Linked DNA regions of Gossypium arboreum: region 1 is linked to region 2. Evidence: chromatin contacts called from public Hi-C data. All regions are on one chromosome and are shown on one strand. Each heading gives the region's core, a stretch centred on a gene start, on an enhancer-like site or on the middle of the called end of the contact. The rest is flanking DNA. Distances are from core to core; before and after follow the strand shown.

Region 1 (6,015 bases), core at 1,371-3,870, 79 kb after region 2:
CCTTAAGTATGGTATGTTTTGATATGTTAGTGAAGAGTAATAAGAGGAAGTGTTGGTAAATATTGTAGAGAGAAGAAATGAAGATGTTATAAACTTAGTTATCAACATTTTATACTAAAACAGATTTGGACAGTAGTGGTAGTCCAACTTTGAAAATATACCAAAAATAGTATAAAGTGAATTAGATAATGAATAAAATTTGTAATTGAAGCTTAATGAATCTATTTTATATGGAAGAAATAAAATAGGTAAAAGAGTTGTATTTTATGAGATATTTACGTTTTGGTGAAACAGGGTTAGAACAATTTCTGGATTCCCTGTTCTGACTTTAAAAATTCACCATAAATTGTGTATTAAGAATTAGGACTCAAACTTTATTTGTATGGATTCCTTATTGAGTCTATTTTTAATTGAAAAAATGGAATAGTCATTGGATTTCTGTACAGGAAGAAATTTGATTCGTAGTGCACAAGGGTCAGAGTAGCCGAACCCTGAAACAGGGGAGACTTTTTCTAATAAACTGTACTAATTGGCCTAACCAAAAATTATAGAAAAAAATTAGTAAGTATATATATGAGTTTAGTTTCAGGGAAAATTTACGGAATTAGATTTAGAGTTTCATAACTCGAGATATGATTTTTTTAGCGACCGTAACACAGATGGATAGTTTACTACGAAAACTGTTTAAGTGCTAAGATAAGTTTTGTAATGTCTCCTGCTCGACTCCGGCGACGGTCTCGGGTAGGGGACGTTACATGAATTTTTACAATTCGAATAACTCGAATAATTAGAATAACATATTAGTATAAATACCGTTTTGGCCCTGTCAATTTTGAAAATAAGCAAATTGGTCTCTCTTAACAAAATTACAAAAAATCAAAGTAATTTCCAAGATTTGAAAATAATTTTAAAATTCAAAATATTTATAGAAATTCTAATATTTATATTTTAAAAATTATAAATTTAAAAATTAAAAATATATAAAAATTTAATAAAATAATAATTTTGGAATCTAAATAAGTGATTAATGATTCAAGTTTATCATACTAAAATATCTTCTTATTTTTTATTTTGGTTAAAAAAGTTTTCAAATATATATTGTTTCAAATTTTGTGTTCTAACATGGAAATAGTTATATTGTATAAGATTTTAATTTAACATTATTATTTTTTCTAATTTAACTAAAACGGTTTCACTTGATTCAATCGAACACTCACCCCTAATTCGAGTTATCCAAAAATCCAAAAAAAAAAAAAGAAGATAAAACTACATTGTTTTGATAAAAGTTTATATTTTTCTAAAGTTAAAAGGTAAATGTTTTGATAAATGTTTACCCATTAGTCTTACTTTTCTTCCTCAATCGCCCCACTCTCCTTTTTTTCCTTTACTCAAAATTAATCTAAAAGCTTGTACTTTGTCTACTTGTAAAATAATCAGTCCATGTAAACGGAACATTGAGAATAAATAATAAGATTCGTTAATTTGACTCGACTCGACTCGAAATTTTTTAACTCGATTCAACTTGACTCGATCGAATACTCACCCCTACCTACAGGCAAGGTCTTTGGCCTCTTTAGCTAAATGGAATAATAACAACTTTAGCCCCCAATTAAAAATAATTTAATTTAAATTTTTTTAAATAAAAAATTTAACTTCGACCCAATCTTTTATAATTTTATTTTGATTCGCCCTAATATATATTCAAATAGTTCAATGAGGATGGATAAGATTTTTCTTTTTTTTCATAATAGATGGATATGAATCTTGAGATAGATATTGGCGTATAATGGGTGGTTTAAGGAGGAAGATGACAGGTTTGGGTGGAGATAAACCCTATCCAATATTCTTTTTAAAATTAAAAAAAAACAAAACTTCTTTTTCCCCTATAATGAAGGTTTCTAGAAGAGAATTATATTATTAAATTACACAATAATTGGAATTTTGATTGATTTGCTCTGGGTTTATGAAAATTATAAATGATTCATTGAGAATTGAAAATAATCAAAACTTTTTTCCATAAAAATATAGACATCAATTTTAATTTCATATGAATTTTTAATTTACTCGATATCTCTATCATATTGAAAATTTTAACAAATAATTAGATATTTTAATTTCACTCAAAATTCAGCATGTATGATCTAAGTGAATAAAATGTTAAATATGACAGTTGAATTATTAAGATATTAATCGTACAAAAGATAATCGAAATATACTAATGTAAATGAATCTCTTCTTATATATACAAGAATTGTCTTCCTTAATTAAATAACCTAATTATATTTTTAACCCTTCTTAATAATATTTCAATTAATCCACTTTAACCATTTGATTAAATAAAAATTAATTTTACCCTCTCCAAAAATACTTAATAATTCAAGTTAAATCATTTTAAAACTAAAATCTATTTATTTTTAATTGCATCTTAATTCAATACAAATTTTGACTACTTACCTGCATATATATATATATATAGAGAGAGAGAGAGAGAGAGAGAGAGAGAGAGAGAAATATAATATAGAAGGTTTGAATTTTAGATTGGTGGAATGGTATTAGGTGCAACAACTATTGCTGGAGGTGACTTCATGTCTTGAAATAGTAGGAATGTTAGGCTAGGCTTGCACACGTGATACATGAAAATGATATCCTATCAATTTATTCTTTTAGGTTTTCCAATTCTTGGTATTTGAGTTATACACTTTTTCAATATATTATCAGTAGTTTTTATTTTAAATGTAGTTGGTTAAAGTTATTTGGATAAATAGATTGTTTTTTAAATTTAGGAAAATAAATTATTTTTAGAGTGTGTGTAAAAGTACGTCTAACTCGACATATTTGTAATTTTAATATATTAGTTACCTTGGTTAAATAGTTAAATAATAATGATTTCGTCTTTAAATCTCAAGTTCAATTCCTTTTCGAACATATTTGTAATTTTTATTTTATTTTATTTTTAATATATTAATTCATTTGGTTAAATGTTTAAATAATAATGATTTCATCCTTAAATCTCAGATTCAATTCCTCTTCTAAAAAACACATTTGTAATTTTTATTTTATGTTGTTTCAAGCTTTTTATTTTTAAATAATAAATATATTGTTTTAATTTTTTATTTTTAATTCATCTTTTAATTAATAACTTGTTTATTTATAAAATCAAATTCATCAAATTCAAAATTAACATTAAATTTATTTTATTGGAAAGAGTTAATTGCTATAAATATCCCTAAACTATAGTTCTCATTTTGAATTGGTCCTCAAATTTTAAAACATTCTAATTGCATCTTCAAACTATCAATGTTATATCAATAAGGTCCTTCCATTAGTAAAACCATTAATTAAATCATTAAATGAAACATTAAATCTTATATGACATAATTTAAAATAAAAATTTAAAGAAAAATAAATATTGTAAACATGGATGTAAAAAATTTGGTTTCGTGATTTTAAGCTTTTACGAAATTATTGTTTGCTCTTTTTCAATTTTACTTTATTTTTAGTTTTAATTTTAAAAGTTATGCAGCAACATTCCTTCAAATTTTTATTTTATTATGTCACATAAGATTTTATGTATCATTTAATGGTTAAATTAACGGTTTCAATAACGGAAGGATATGATTAATATAACATTGATAGTTTGATGATTAATATAACATTAATTAGATGTTTGGTGCAATTAACTCTATGAAAAATCATGAAAATTCAAATTTGATAATATTAGAAATTAACTTTCATAAACTCAACACTAAAACTAGAATTAAACACCAAAAAGTTAATATTATTACCTTCAAGAACAAAATGTATAATTTTGTCAAATATAAATATCACATTGAAAAAAATACTACACTAAAAAGTATTAAACTCAAGTACTAAATGAGATATTATTTTTCTATGAAAATGGATGTTAGTTGCGAGATAAAAAAAAATTAATAACTAGCTCCATTTAAAAAAAAAATAGAAGCCATTTTTCTTTTTGTATTCTTGGAAAATAGAGTAGATCGAATAAACATATTTGGTTGAAAATTTTAAAACCACATAGCCATGTGTCAGGCCGTGTCAATTTCACGAATTGCACTCCTAACAGTAGAAAAACGCGATTTTTAAGGTTTTTCGAGCATTCTAATACCTATATATGACAAAAATAAGAATATAGGAGTGAGCCATCATAAAATACTTAAGAAAACAACTCAAAAAACATCATTGAACTATATTCTAAAGCATATTTCCATCATGATTGAAGATAATCGTTTGATTTCTTTGGAGATTATTGTAACAGCCCGTTTTCAGTGAAATTGGAACAGTAGTTCCGGGACCATAAATTGGAGTCAGAAATAAATTTTATTTTAATAATATTGCATGGTCTGCATTATGATAGGAAAGACGTATGAAAATTTTGATAAAATTTTTTTACCGATTTCATGTTTAATTATAGAAAGGACCAAATTGTATAAAATGTAAAAGTTAAATTGTAGTAGCTAAAAGGATTTAATAGCTATAGAATTCAAAATTTGAGGTCCTTATAGGGCAATAGACCATTAAGAGAAGTTAGTAGATATTTATGATGATTCATCCATGGAAAATTAGCAAAAGAAAAGAACTAAATTGGAAAGTTGAAAAATTAATGGATGATAAGTTAATTAATTGAATAAAATAATTTCATATCATCATCTTCCCCAAAATTTCTATAAAAACCCTAGCTAAGAGAGAGAATTTCAAGCAAGCTTAATTTGGTAAGTAATCATGTCCCGTTTTTAGTAATTTTTATATTTTCGAGATCGTAATAACCTAATCTATCTATTTTGGGGATTAATTTGTAAAGTTATCAAAGTATTAAAATTTTTTCATGGATGAGTATGCTGAAATTTTAAAATTTATGGTAGAAAATGAAAGGTTGTTGATAGATAAACAACTTTTGTAAAGGAAATTTTCTTGAATTTATGATTTAGTGACTAAATTGTAAAGATGTAAAATTCATGGAAAATTTCTGAATTTTATGAATTTTATGGGCTTTAAATTTTATATGAAATTTTTTGTTAGGCTTGGAATAAGGATTAAATTGCATGAATTTCATTTTCAAAGCCTAGGGACGAAATTGGAATTAATCAAAAGTATAAGGGCAAAATGGTACTTTTGCCTAAGATGTAAATTGGATTGAATTGGATATAAAATGTGTTAAACTGATGTTAAATTTGTTTATGTAGATCTAGAAAGATCAAATAAGGAGTTAGATCGAGGAAAAGAAAAAGTATCAGATTAGTAGATTTTCGAATACGAACAAGTGTCGAGGTAAGTTCATGTAACTAAATCATGTATATTAATATGTTTGAATTGAATGTTGTATTTGTGTGAATTGTATAAATGTCTTATCTTATGTATGAAATTGATCACATGTCCGATAAAGCCCGATAAGTAATAAGTCCCGTTTGAATAAATAAAATTTGATGGATATAGTATTTCCCATATTGGTTGTGGTCCTGCATATGTTGTGGACACACCATAGCTATAAAGAGCATCCTATTATAAGCCTTCTCGAGCTTCCCGTCACATGGTTCCTGCAAGCATCCCGATCGGTATTGATTCTGCATGTGTTGCGGATATACCACAGCTTTTTGTGAGCGTCCTATAATATGATCGATATTGATCCTGCATGTATTGCAGACATACCGCAACTCTTTATGAGCTCCCTGATATAGGCTCTTTATGAGCTTCTTGATATCGCTCGTTTGAACTTCCTGTTATATGGCTATCCACAGCTCCCTGATAATAACTCTTCGGAGTTACCTGTTAAGCTTAATGAGCTTTTTGTTTTAAACTCTTATGAGTTTCCTATTATAGCCCGGATAAGCTTCCTGTTACATGGCTCACATGAGCATCCTGTTATATGGCTCGAGAGAGTGCTTCCTGATTATGTGCCCTAATGGGTACCCCTGAACATGAGTTGACGAATTATAATTTTGTACACTTCGAGTGTACTACATGAGTACCATCGATATTTTCAAATAAATTCAACGGGAA
Region 2 (5,918 bases), core at 176-2,675:
ATCAACAGGTATAAGAAAGTTCCTTGCGGGTAGGGTCAGGACTGGCCCGCCCGAGAAGTAGAATGATACTGTTGGGACCCGAACTGAGACGAAACCCGATAGGTTATAACACGTATCGAATATGGACACTTTGGAGGCACGAGGAAGGTTTGCTGTTTGCGTGATGAAAGCGTCACGGAAGGGGTTGTAAGCCGAGGATGGGAGCCTTGTCACGGCAGTCCCAGTGTCCATAACGACTCCTCCGTAGCCTAATTCGGTGAGCCGGAAAACATCTTCGGATATGGGCACCCTAACGCCTCCTACTCCGAGACCCGAAAGCCCGACGTAGTAAAAACTTGGGGCCCGCGGGTTACGTAGCAAAGGGACCCACGTGGCACCAACGGGCATTGCTCCACGACCGAATACCAATGACCCGGATGCGTCAGTGCCCCGGCTCACCAAACAGTAGCTAAATGCACCACCTGTTTGGCCACCCAATTGACCCACAAGTGACATGGATCCACCTCCAAGGCCCAACAACCCAGCTGCCCCGATGAACATGCCCCGGTTAACATGCCCGCACCCGATGGCCACGTTTTTAACGACCGTTCGACCAAAAGTGAGCGTTTCAAGCGCCAGGGTTCCTTTCGTGTAAGATCCGTCACCATACATAACTTCGTACCGACAATACCGACCCGCATTGCAACCCGAATTCTCAATCCGGTCACAAACGGAAGAGCCACAAGAGACGCCGGCGAAAGAAGCAGAGTTAGCCGGGTCGAAAACTGGGTCGGATTGTCGATAGCATTGGTTACAAGGCTGACACTGGACCCAAACAATATCACTACCCGAATCAATAACCATATACTGACTCCTCGGTGGGCTACCAACGCCGATTCTCACGAAATACTCGCCACTCCCTTGGTCCATTCCCGAAACAACATCCGACCCAAAATCGTTCACCTCGTAAGCCGCGTCACCGTCGTGGGTTCCGTTTCCGGGGAGACGGCGGAGGAGGCTCGCCACCCTTTTAACGTCCCTCTGCATACGTGCATGAAAACGGCGGCCATGGTTGTGCAAAGTAGAGGAATCGTTGGGAGATAATAACTTGTCTCGATGGACAAGTTTCAGGTTACATTTCCCTCGATGATCATCGGTTTCGGATAATCCGTGGGGCTTAAACATTTTCGTCCCTGTGAGTGTTTCATTCACGTTCAAGAGTTGAAAGTCAGGGAACGAGTTGGTGGCGACGGCGATGCTGCATAGAGCTAATTGCAGCATCGTCACTAATATTGCTGCTAACGACATAGTTGAGGAGCTATGGTGTTTGAGAATATACCGATATAGTAGTACTGATGGTTGAAGAAGGGGGTGCGAGGGATTTATTTGAGTCGGGTTTAGGCTTAGGGGTTCGTAGAAGGGAAAAAAAGGACATGTGGGGTTTGGAAATTGATGTTAAAGCGGTTTCTGTTTTGGTATTTTGTAGTTTTGTCTTTGGACTGATCATCAAGAGTTTCAACACTGTTTAAGAGGGAAAATAAATTTATCTTTGTTTTCCAACTTTCTTTCTTTTTGCTTTTTATCTATGGTGTTATGTTGACCCAACTAATTGATTACTAGTTTAGTATTTGATATATCGTTAATGTATGTGGCTAAATGGATGATTGATTTAATATGTTGATATGGTTTAATTAAAAAATTTAAAATTAATTCGATAAATAAAGGTCAAATTTGAGCAATTCAAGTTATTAATTAATTTATATTTGAGTTTAATAATATTGACTAGAATAGTTCACAAGTTTTATCGAACTTTTCATTTTAATATGTATTTTAATATATTTATATTATTAAATTACATTATTACTTTTAATATATATTATTAATCTTAAATTTTGAGAAGAATATCAAGTTTCAATTTTGAGTTAAATCGAGCTCAAACTTGTCAAGGTTTGGGCTTGTATGATATTTGTTCAAGGGTCGCATTATTTATTCAAGCCCGTTAAAAATTTAAGACAGTTTGAATAAAAATGTTTAAAAAAAAAAAGATTTTGAGCAAACAAATTAAGCTCGTTTAAAATATGAATCAAACTTAGAATTTAATGTTTAAGGCTCTAACTTAACTCAATCAGTCTATTTTCAAATTTTATAATATTATGTAATTTATAGAATATAAAAATTAAACATAATACTATAGTGTAAACAAGCTTGACTCAATCAGGTAATATAAGCAGGTTTAATTAAATTTAAGGTTAGTTATTTTACAAATATAGATGAATTTTAATAAAATTTATAATTCCTATCGAAATTAAGCTAAGCTTGGATAATTGTATATGATATTGACATCTAAATAAATAATATTATAATTTTCTTTATAAATATAAATATAAATTTAATATTATATTTTCTTTCATCCAGTGAAATCTAGTATTATAAAAAGCGAAATTTTAAAATTATAATTTTTTTGTTAGTTGTTAAATGTACATAGTGGTATCTACGAGATACCTATTATCTTATTAATCTCATTTATAAAGTTTAATTAATACATTCGTCGATGAGACTTAAGTATCAATGGTAAAGGCAGAGGCTTGAAATTTTGAGACCATATGAAAATTAAGTGGGAGTTGCTAGTTAGTAGAATTGAGATAATTTTAATTTGAGTTAAATAATTTATTTTAATATTTGTAATGATTGATTTTAATTAAATTTGTTGATATAATTAATTAATTTTAACTTAAAATAATAATAATTCTAGAGATAATTATTTAAAATAGATAAATAAATATTGATATGAGAGAAAAATATTAACATTTTTAAAATAATTTATGATCATATCTTCTTCTTTTTTATTACATAATGCTTAGAACTATTAGCATTTTTAAAATAATTTCTGATCATATCTTCTTATTCTTTTTTATTACATAATGCTTAAAATTATTATAGTCCCTTCTCAACCCATAAATAAAAGGATAATGCGTTTCAACGTACTCAAATCAATGTCATCCTATATTGAGACCAATACCTATATTAATCGAACTAAGACTCAATCGATAACTTTTTTAATGTTAAGCTTGAAAAGCATATTGATATTATATTGTATAGCATTAAAAAAGATATCACTGATTAGCTATGAACCATACATCAATCCATCTATGATCATATGTTAATCAGCAAAAGTAGTCTTTCCTTTTTCTTTTCTTTTAATTAATGGAAACCCAAAGATACCACCATCTTGATATATATAATGAATTAGCTTCACAGTTAGCCTTTTCACAAAATGCATGCATTGCATGCGCACTTATATTTTTTTAATCTTAGCCTGCAATGTCTTTAGACATGTCGAAGGTAAACATTTAATTCACAAATTTAAATTATAAATTTTTATGAGAATTAAATTTATACTTTTATTATTTTATTAATTTATTATTTCAAAACTTTTAAAGAGATCAAATTAAAAATTTATCATCTTAAAAGGATTAAAATGTAAATTTATCATTATATTAATTTATAATTTTAGAATTTTTAAAAGGTGTTTTACCATTTTTAGGAGGAGCAATTCCCTTGCATGCTCCCTTGTCCAAAAGTTAGTTTACTTGTGGTTTGATCTTTTATAGGATTCGAAGAGAGGCATTAGGTCTAAAAATAGATTTTGAAAAAAAATAGACTCATTTAAAATATAAACTTAGGTTAAGTTTTAATATTCATTACTCGAGTTTAGTTTAATTCAGTTTTCAATTTTGTAGCATAACAACTTTATTTTTACTTTTAAGCGTATTATGAAATTAAAATTAAAATTACAATATATAATGTTATAATGTACACATCAAAAAAATATGTTAAGTTCTATATGTTTAAATTTTTAATAAAATAAAATATATTAAATTATTAAATGTTAAATTAAAAATTGCTTAAAATTTTGTAAAATATAAATAATACGTGCAGACCTAAAATATGGGTAGGCTTGAGTAAATTTTGAAGCACATATTTTAGCATGGATCAGACTTGAACAAGTGTAAAGTATAAATTTTATCACATGCATATGCGAGTGAAAATTACGTATTTAAAATACAAAGGTTAATTTAAAAATAACATATAATAAAGAACAAAACACATGGTTTAAAAATAATCAATAATAACACATGAAATATCATAATATACACAATTGGTGATATAAATGTTGTAGATGAAAAACTATTATAAAGGATAAAAATAGAACATAAAAATTAATTCTACAACAAACTTGGTTGCTATAGTGAAATGTTGTTATAAATGGTGATTTTTATAAAGAGAGACGATTATTATTTAAACATTTGATTGAATTGGTGTTACGAGTTAACCGAGCACCAATTCAGTTAGAAAAATTACACAAATGTTCTCCATAACCGTAATTAAAATAAAATATATTATTCGAAAGTACTTTAGTCTTTTATTTTTCTTACAAAAGTCAATAAAAATTTGCATGTAAAGGATTTGAACTCATGTAATTAACATCAATAAAATATTAATTTTACCACTAAACCAAAACTTAATTTTAATATAATATTTACATTAATTGTATTATGCATACACTCTTTACTAAATTACTTCTTTGTAACATCTTCGTCTTAAATTTTAATCAAATTAGTTTTATTCCTAAATGAAATGAAAATAAAAAATCTTATTTAAAATATAATTTCAATAAATTATTTAATTTTTATATAAAAATATGTTAATCATAGTTTATTAAATGAAAATTATCTCCAATAAATGAAATTACATTTGTAAGTTTAATTAAAAATATAATTTAAATCTCACTAATTAATATTAATATAATAAATTATAGTTCTTTTAATTTGATTTAAAAAAATCAAATATGATCTAAATCTCAAAGGTGTCTAACAACTATCTCTATAACATACAAAATTTTGATAGATAAATAAAATTATTATAAAAAGGATTAACGATATATAAACCCACTTAAATCCATTTCAATCTATAAACACCTTTATTTTACTTTGTTTCCCTCTTCTCTTTCTTTTTTCCTTTTAGGTTTTTGAAAGCTATTGTGATGGTTGAACCTCAATTACTCCAATTAAAAATCTAATATTTTACCTATATGATATATATATATATATATTTAACAATCTTATTATAGGTTCTGATTATATCTGCTCTTTTTGACATAATGCCTAGAATTACCCATAACCCATTCCCACATCATAAATAGAAGAATATGCGTTTCAACGCATTTGAACCCATATCCTCTTGGCAACAATGCCTATTCCAATCGAACTATAACTCAAATGGTTACATAATACATATATTTTTTTAAATAAATACTGAGAGTTTTATTGAATAAAGAAAAGGCAATTACAAAATGAGGGCAAAACAGTAAAGTAATTACTCACCCTTAGCTGTAACACACAAAAGAAAACAAAAAACCAGACCAAAACTCTCGGCAGCTTTGTGGGTAAATGAAAAGACATAAAGCAACCCACTTATCTAACCAAAATACTAAAACAACAGCAGAGAATGAAAATGATTTTTCTCTAAAATAAAACCAGACCTTTCCAATCCCTCAGATATGAGAAATCAATCCCGAAAGATCTCTAGCTAAGTAAGCCTCTGCCGTCACTGGTAAATCCTTCACCCAAAAATTATCTTCCGGTAATGACATCCTCTATTTTGCTATCGTATGAGCCACCATATTTGCTCATCTATGGTAGAATGAGATGTGCTGAAAAGAGCTCGCCTTTATCTTTATCTCTTCAATGTAAGTACCCATATATAAAAAATCTAGTAGCACTTGATTTATTTTGACAATCATTGTCCGAGAATCACCCTCCATTTGAACATGAGTAAAACCCATTTCCCGTGAGAAATTCAAAGCCTAGAGACAAGCTATGGCTTTTGCTGTAAAAGAGTCGGAGACAAATCTATTAAAAATAGTTTCGCTTCCCATA

What was found. Hi-C and Micro-C count contacts between places; a contact is called where the count stands out from the background.
Region 1: a contact with region 2 is called in a Hi-C map of leaf, with 2.5 times the contacts expected there. The contact joins the enhancer-like site here to the promoter of LOC108463137 in region 2. A contact is called at or near these places in 2 of 5 Hi-C or Micro-C datasets (both in leaf).

What each region holds. Positions count from the first base shown.
Region 1 is chr13:10,449,226-10,455,240 of ASM2569848v2, forward strand. No RefSeq gene overlaps it. Among protein-coding and RNA genes, the nearest start is that of LOC108461607, 21 kb to the right of the region's middle. Within about 2 kb of position 2,621, at least 1 of the 2 cell types and tissues checked has an H3K27ac peak or open chromatin away from gene starts, as enhancers often do. A contact at or near this core is called in leaf, where this site is marked.
Region 2 is chr13:10,370,955-10,376,872 of ASM2569848v2, forward strand. LOC108463137 (protein ASPARTIC PROTEASE IN GUARD CELL 2-like) reads right to left here and starts at 1,426. Exons shown (of 1, transcript XM_017763086.2): 1 at 1-1,426. The coding sequence starts at 1,287.